Linked DNA regions of Mus musculus: region 1 is linked to region 2. A link is a contact called in public promoter capture Hi-C data. All regions are on one chromosome and are shown on one strand. The core of a region is the stretch at or near the end of the contact, and the rest is flanking DNA. Distances in the headings are between cores, read along the strand shown. Region 1 overlaps Susd1 (sushi domain containing 1). Region 2 holds the start of Snx30 (sorting nexin family member 30).

Evidence for each region. Promoter capture Hi-C pulls out the DNA fragments that hold promoters and counts their contacts.
Region 1: a contact with region 2 is called in a promoter capture Hi-C map of hippocampal neurons, with 2.7 times the contacts expected there. The contact joins the enhancer-like site here to the promoter of Snx30 in region 2. A contact is called at or near these places in 5 of 39 promoter capture datasets (the 3T3-L1 cell line, 3T3-L1-derived adipocytes, embryonic stem cells and 2 more) and 3 of 115 datasets of contacts at active chromatin or transcription factors (the NIH/3T3 cell line, embryonic stem cells and neural tube).

The regions. Positions count from the first base shown.
Region 1 is chr4:59,386,216-59,390,254 of GRCm38.p6, forward strand. The region is part of intron 6 of Susd1 (sushi domain containing 1); the gene reads right to left. Among named protein-coding and RNA genes, the nearest start is that of Susd1, 50 kb to the right of the region's middle. Within about 2 kb of position 2,721, at least 85 of the 459 cell types and tissues checked have an H3K27ac peak or open chromatin away from gene starts, as enhancers often do. A contact at or near this core is called in hippocampal neurons and neural stem cells, where this site is marked.
Region 2 is chr4:59,802,706-59,806,914 of GRCm38.p6, forward strand. It overlaps Snx30 (sorting nexin family member 30), which reads left to right and starts at 2,945. Exons shown (of 9, transcript NM_172468.2): 1 at 2,945-3,520. The coding sequence starts at 3,365.

The sequences.
Region 1 (4,039 bases), core at 1,471-3,970, 420 kb before region 2:
GGATTTTGCTATTCTATTAACATCTAGTATTTCTCTGTGAGGAATTCACTGTATTTTTAATTAGTTATTTAATGTGTACTCCTCAGAGTGAAACTTTGTCATAGCAAAAGCTGTCCTTATCTCTCTAAACTTAGCAAATGCCTCAGACAAAGACACTCATAAAGTGTTTTCTTATCTGACTGATGGGTTAAATGAACGAATGGGTGATCAGCAACACTAAAGTTCAGAAGGGTTAGCAGAGTGGGGTTAAGACAGAACACAGGTTTAGCAGTTAGACAGTCACTCATAGGGGAAGGGAAGTGATGCCTACCTCCCTTCCATGATAGGCTGAGACAGCAAAGGAAGGGAAGGACACAGAGTGTCCAGAGAGCCCTCTCAAGAGACCCACTGTACGGGGTCAGGGACCAGTCTAGTTTACTCTCCTGGTTTAATTTGGGGCCCTTCTTTGTTTTTTTGAAAACACTGAAAGAATAAATTCAGGTGGGTAAGTTCAATATTATCTCCAGTCTAAACATTTCCTGATTCCAAAAGAGACCCGATGATCTTGACAGAGCATACAGCCAAGCTTTGACGCCATTTCCAAACAGACTGCAAAGTGGGCACACTTTGATGACTACGGCAACAAGACACGGGGACACATCACTGAATAGATCTGTGCTTGACTATAAACAGCCCAATGCCTCCTTTCTTTGTGTAAAGTCCTAAGGTAAAGCTATGTAAAGTGGGTAAGAGCAGCATGCCTAACTACTAAAGTAAGTCACACACTTTATAATGATTTTTATGGCACATGAATAAATGTTTATATGTTCACTGGGTATTAATTTTTGTGTACATTAGGAAAAATACATCTACTTCATCAGAGTCATGATATACCACATATTACAAGGAATCCTTGATTGGTATATTAAAACTACAAACTTAAATTGTTTCTCAGATATGGTGATATATGTCTATAGATTTAACTGTTTGGGTTAGGGCAGGGAGCTCTCTTAAGAACAGGAATTTGAGACTAGCTTGAGCAATGTAGCAAAATTCTACCTAAATATGCCTGTGTGTATAAAATGTGTAAATATATATGTATATATGTGTATATATAATCACATATATGTTATTTTAAGACACAAGCTATGAAAATAATTCTTTAGTTATGTCAAAGATCATCAGGGTGGTATGCAAATAGTTCAAGCTTGGGCGAGCATGAAGAGGGACGTGTGGGATTCCAGGGCTTCCAGGCTTGGGTTCAAATCAGAACTCCATCAAGTACTGGTTACAGAATGACCCTAAGGAAATTGCTTAACCTCCATGAGTCTCAGATCACTCAGCTATGAACTGAAAATACTCGTCTTACAGGTTTTGAGGACGGAATGAGATCAAGCATAAGGGCCCCAAGAGAACCCTGGGTGTGCAAGGTGGTGTGCAGGGACACAGCAATAATGTCAGTCGTCCAAATGGTACAGACATATTCAGACTCAGCCCAGTAGTGTGGCTAATGTAGTACTGTGCCCATTTATCCCAGCCAGCCCTTCTTTCCTAGCTGCAAGTGAGCACTTGCTAGGCTGGTGAGAAGGGCTGATAACCAAGAAGGTAACGAGGGGAACAGGAGCTTGGTAGCATTTGCAGCAGTACCCAGGGCAGATTCCGGGATGCAGAAAGGCTCCTGAGAGATGAACAGTCAGTGTTTCGACGGAGTTGTTGCTCTCCTAAGAACACGGAGTGATGGAGTGTGGAGTGTTAACCTTGTAATTATTAACCCAGACTCAGAACATAAAAGGCAAATGACCTGGACAGAATGGAAGCAGGGACAGCCTTATCAGGAACAAATCAGCCTCTTTGATCCTGAAGTAAAACTGAGTCATTAATGTGAAGCTTCCACCTCGGGTTTTTCCAGACACGAAAGTAGTTACCTAATTCCCAGCTGTCTGGAGTTTCTAGTTCAAACTGGCCGTAGAGGGGAAAAAAAAAAAAAACCTCACCTCCTACCACCTTGTTAGAGTTTGCACTCCATTAAAAACATGACAGATCTGAGCCACTAACTCAGAGGCACAGAGCCTCAAAAGTATTTTAAAATAATTCAAAGCAATCTGTGTACAGATAATCCATTCTCCCCAGTTTGGAATTAAACACAGACATACAGACAGAGGGGAAGACGGAGGGACTACAAGGAAAGATGATGATAGGGGAAGAAGTGAACCGTGAGACACAGTAAAATAAATACAAGACACACGGGGGGTGGGAGTCGGGATGTCGTAAGACTGATGAAAAACGGGGAAAGGGAAAGGAGGGGCAGCTAGGCAAGAACCATGACAACCAGCACCTCTTGCTCCACTTCCAGAAGCTTCTCCAGCCCACCTCTCCAGAGATGCATGACTTCATCAGCATGCAAATCACTCCCTTTATCTGTGAAAATCGAATTTAGCTGCCAATCCTGACGGAGGGCACACGAGCCTCCTCGCAGAAAGAGCCCAGCTCCCAGGGAGAATGCCTTTTTTCTCTCCCGAAATCAAAGCTTGCATAAGCCCATGGAAACAGCTGCAGCTGGAGCCACAGACTTAGTAAAAGGTGGAGGGCTGAGGACAGTAATTATAATTAGCGGTTACATAACATGTTTGTTCTTCAAAGTGCTGTACAAGGACCAGCTAATTAATAGCTTACTGTGCCCCATGCAGATCCCCTGGTTTTTCACGTAGTGACTAATCCTTGTGCCCCCACTGGATTCTGAATGGTGGCAGCAGAGGACCTTGAGCAGCGTACACATGGCAAAGGGACCACGGCTGTAAGAAGCTCTCTCACACAAGCTGTTTCTTGGGGGGACGGTTCTGGGAGAAAGCTGTCTTACATCCTTCAGATAAGTCCTGGAGGTGCTGCCAGAGAGGCCATCAGTCTCGTGAGCTTGGCCTCAGAGAAAGTGGAAGATGGTACTGGCGTGTCCTTGCTTCTCTGCTTGGCCAGGGAGACAAGGTGGCCTCCATCTCTGGATTCTTGCCTTCTGTTTCCTCCTGACTCCGCAGCCTACATCTTTTGCAGGTATGATGGCGATAGCTAAATGTAAGCATTGTCTATCTCCTCCCAGGGTTCCTTCCCCACAGGCTTCAGCAGTCTCTAATGCTTTGAATTTATTTACAAACCATTACAAGGACATATGAATGTGCACTTCCTCAGGAGAGATCTGGTTCTCCTACCACACTGTAAATTTCAAATGTGTGCTTCACACACAGAGCGCACCGAATATCTATCTGTGGGACGGAAAGATGGGCAGGATGGATGTCATCAAATTCTCTCTTGGGGATGGGGAGATGGCTCAGACCATAGGTGCTTGTCACGCAAGTGTGAGGTCCCAAGTTCGATACCCAGAACTTCCATAAAAAGATAGGTCATGGTGGCCTACTTGTATAGTCTTAGTACTGTGAAAGCGGATACAGACAAAAGATAGTGTTGCAGCCGGGTGTGGTGGCGTACGCCTTTAATCCCAGCACTCGGGAGGCAGAGGCAGGCGGATTTCTGAGTTTGAGGCCAGCCTGGTCTACAAAGTGAGTTCCAGGACAGCCAGGGCTACACAGAGAAACCCTGTCTTGAAAAAAAAAAAAAACAAAAACAAAAAGAAACACACACACACAAAAGATAGTGTTGCATATATGTATGTATGCATGTATACACACATACAATAGAATATTTTTCACTTCTAAAAAGTGAGGAAAATGGCATATCCTGTATTGTTGGTGAGCCTTAAAAATATTATGCTAAGTGAAATAAGCCAAGCTTTGAAAAAAAATCTCAAGTATCATATGATCCTACATCCATGGAGTGCCTACAGTAGTCTCATTCCTGGGAGATAGAAAGCGCAATGGCAGGGTGCCAACGTCTGAGGGGAGGAAGAAATGATGGGTTCCAGTTTTAGAAGATAAGATGTTCTGGAGACTAGTTCTACCATGGTGTAGATGTACACAACACCAACGGACTGCATAATGAAAACAAACCGGTATAATGCAATTAGATAAGACTTAACTCCTTGAATTTTATCATCTCTTGTGTGAAAAAGATG
Region 2 (4,209 bases), core at 1,695-4,194:
TCTTGCTTCAAAGGTGGATAGTTTATTCTGGGGCGAGTATGTCCGGCCATGTCCTGAGGAACAAAATGGGTTGGGGGTACTCTGAAAGACATGCTCTACTGTGGGAGTTAATCATATATGTTTTAAATCGAGACAGGGACTCACTATGTAGCCCTGGCTGTCCTGGAATTCACTTATGTAGGCCAAGCTGGTGGTGATATCAGTGAGGCAGGCTATAGCAGAGTTGGTGGTGATATCAGTGAGGCAGGCTATAGCAGAGTTGGTGGTGATATCAGCGAGGCAGGCTATAGAACAGTTGGGGACATCTCTGCTACAGGCCCCAGATGTTCTCTGATGACCGGTTTTTTTTTTTTTTTTTCAACTTTTGGGTCGGTGAAGCTAGTGGCTTGGTGAGTTAACACATCATAAAGATTTCATTTGATAGTGAAAAGGAAGTTAGGTCAGACACAGAGATTAGTAATTTGTGACTTTTTGTTTTTTTAAAGAGAGAAACAGGGTTTCTCTGTGTAGCCCTGGCTGCTCTGGAACTCTCTTTGTAGACCAGGCTGGCCTTGAACTCAGAGATCCACCTGCCTCTGCTGGTACTAAAGGCATGTGCCCCACCCTTAGCAATAAATGACTAAGGGAACTAAAGATAGATAAAGATGATCTGCAACATTCTAACACTACAAGTTTACTTTGTGGAATTACTTTGTGCAGTTCCCAGGATGTTTGGGGATTGTCATGACACTGGGATATCCCACAAACTCCCGTGTCTTTCACAGAACTCAGCCTCAGAAATTCAAATTTCCCTCCATACATCCTAAGCCACATCACAGCCTTTTGCTCTGAGAATCTTGCCGGGCTTCCTCTTTTCTACCACCTTGCACTAGACACAGAGTCACATGCTCGGGGACTTGGGTTATTTCAGAAACTGTTCTTCACTGTAAGGAGCACTGAAATGAATCAGGAAATGGTGGACGGACAGGCAGGCCTCAGCTGAAAATGAACGCTGGAACTTTCCACCAAGATTATTTCCCATAGTTCACTTTCTTTAGTTTTGATGACTACCTCTTCTTGGATCATTGTGGTCAGATGCCTCTGACAGACCAGGAAAGTAAATAAAGAAACTTTCCCTTTAGGAACCTGGTCCTTCCTTCCTTCCTTCCTTCCTTCCTTCCTTCCTTCCTTCCTTCCTTCCTTCCTTCCTTCCGTCATTCCTTCTCTCTCTCTGTCGCTTGCTTTCTTTCTTTCTTTCTTTCTTTCTTTCTTTCTTTCTTTCTTTCTTTCTTTCTTTCTTTCTCCTCTCTCCTCCTCTTCCTCCCCATCCTCTGTGGGGAGACATGAAACAGTTTCATTCTGACTCAAACTAAGGACATGGAGTTTGGAATGCATCATATAATTAAGGATATTCTGTGGTTGTCGTTTCATAAGAATAGGAGAGAAAAACCTGAGGGCAAAGGAAGGGAGTTAACATTTGAGGAGCTCCTAACACTGAGCAAAGGCCTCAAGCCTGGGAGTCCCACAGTGTCTCATGGATGGCCCTCTGCGTCCCTCTCCCTACCTGGCAGGCTGGGAGACAGTTTTATTTTATTGTGTGCACATGTGAGGGGTTAGAGGGACAACGTTTGAGGAGTTGGTTCTTTCACTTCACCTCATTGTCAAATCTAGGTTCTGTATAAAAGCAGTGTTGTTTTAAAAATTTTATTTATATGAGTACACTGTACACTGTCGCTGTCTTCAGACACATCAGAAGAGGGCATCAGATCCCATCACAGATGGTTGTGAGCCACCATGTGGTTGCTGGGAATTGAACTCAGAACCTCTATAAGAGTAGTCAATACTCTTAACCACTGAGCCATCTCTTCAGCCCTACTTCTGTGAAATCTTAAGAGCACCATTATGTTGAGGTGGCCTAATTGTTTAAATAAATAACAATATTCAAGAAGAAGATCTGCCAGATATCTATAGATCAGTCGTTTCTAGTTATATTTGTATTGTTTACTTTAATGAAGATAATAGGGTATGCAATAGTTTTAGGCAGCTCCTAGATATAAATGAAGTGACAATTTTGCCCAACTCAGGAGATCAGACCCTAGCACTCCCATGAGGCAGATACAGCATTTAAAATTGCTGTTTAGTGCCCTTTCAATATTATTTTCCCAACCAAGGCAGACTGCTCTGGAGGAGATAAAAGACAATGGATACTGTACTAAGGGCTCAACTCTTTGGACTACGTCAGAAGGGGGCCACTGAAGTTAAATGAGACTCTGGTAGTTATTTTGGGTTGGTTTCAATTCTGCATTCTACATGTTTTGTTTTTAGAGAAAGTGTGACAGATAGAGAGAGACCTTTGTGAATCCCAATGTTAAAACCTGTCACCATTTTTTAACAGGAAAACTGGACAAACCTAAGAAGTTCAAGGACTGGAAAAAATGTCTTTCTTCACAGTGAGCCCCACACAGTATTTACGTGTTTGCTAGATGGGCAGATGACCCTCTAACTTGACCTTCGAGACTGAAGCGCCAGTGACAGGTAAGTGGAAAAGGGGACAATGATATACTTTAAAGAGCTGGAAGTAAAGCCCAGTCTATCTCCACCATGGCAGCGAATAAAAGCTCTGGAGAATTCAGTTCGGCCCGAGGCCAGTATAGGAACCATCAATGCGTGAAAAACAACTAGGACCTCACGGTTCTTGCAGACCTGGTTGGCTAAGTGTGCACGTCAGGACCGTAAATCATTTGTAGCACACGCTATTTACGGATGCTCATGCTTCTGAGGTTTCGCCTTACATAAACCCCGCTTAGCTGCAGAAGCCAGTCGGTATGGGGACTTCAGTGTGGAGTTGAAGACATACCACACTGCCTCTTTAAATGTCCTTCTAGTTTTTCTACTGGATGTTCTCTAGTTCCTCTGAGCCACGTAACCCTTTACGATACTAAGACACGCTCCACATTTTTATTTCTTTCTGCGTGTGCAGTGTGGCTGGAAGATCCTAACTCACACTGATGCTTTCTGAGCCCCCAGCGAAGCTGCCAGTGGGCGCACTTCCTGCCGGGAGGTGGGCGGGGCGGGCCGCCTCCTCCTTCAAGCTCCGCCCCACCCTGCGTCCCGCCCTCCCTCCCGGCGGGCAGAGGCTCCGCGGGGGCGGGGCTGAGAGCCGTGGGCGGCGTGGCGCTGCTAGCAGGGCGCAGGGTCGGAGGTGCTGGGGTTTGGCGCGGCTTAGCCCACGGAGCTGTGGTGTAACGCTCGGGAAAGCTCAGCCTCGCGGGCAGGAGAAGCATCGGGCGGAGGCTGCCACCACCAGCTAGTGCAGGGCCTCGGGCCGAGTGGGGCGGAGAGCTGCGGGAGTAAGCGGCGGCCCGGGTCCCGAGCGCTGCGCGCCATGGCGGGCGGGCCCCCCAAGGCCCTGCCGTCCACGGGGCCCCAGTCCTTGCGCGACATGCCGCACCCGCTAGCCGGCTCCAGCAGCGAGGAGGCCGTGGGAGGCGACAGCACGCCCAGCCCGGACCTACTGATGGCCCGCAGCTTCGGTGACAAGGTGGGGCGCTTGGGGCTGGGGACTCCTGGGGCGGAGCGGGAGGAGGATGGATCCAGGACCACCCCTGACACTGGGCCGCGCTCATCCTGGCGCCCCTTTCCCGGAGGTTAGGCGTGCTTTGGCCCCAACAGCCCTTGGCCAAAGCCTGTCCTCTCACTGCCCCCGCGGGGTCGCAGCTGCAGGCTAAGCGGCCAGAGGGCATGTGTTTTCCCTGGCTGAGAGTGGCCCCGAGCGCGGGTGACAGCTGGTGGGGAGGGGTTCGGGTTGCAGCAAGCATGTGGGGACCCGGGGCGTGTGCTGCGGTACTTCGCCTCTGTGTCCCGAGAATGAGGTCCCTCACCCCTCTAGGTGCATTCCTTGAAGAGGAGCTGCAGAATAGGAATAACTTGTTGGCGCCTCCAGTTTCCCCGGACTGCAAAAAAAAAAAGCAAGAGTTAATGGCTAATGGTTTTCCGGGGTGGGTCTGAGCAGCCTTGCTCATCTTCTCCCCAGTCGGTCATGTGGGGAGTGATCTTTGTTTAGGTTTGCTGTTTGCCCCAGGAGTCACCTGACTCCGACCTCAGCGGCGGCTAGAGGAGAGTCTCTGGTTTTCTGTCTAGGGCTTCATTCACCTCTTATAGCGAACCACATTGATTAGGTTTGGCAGTGGCTGGTTTTGTGGTTGACGGAAAGCAAGCTCGCCCTTTGAC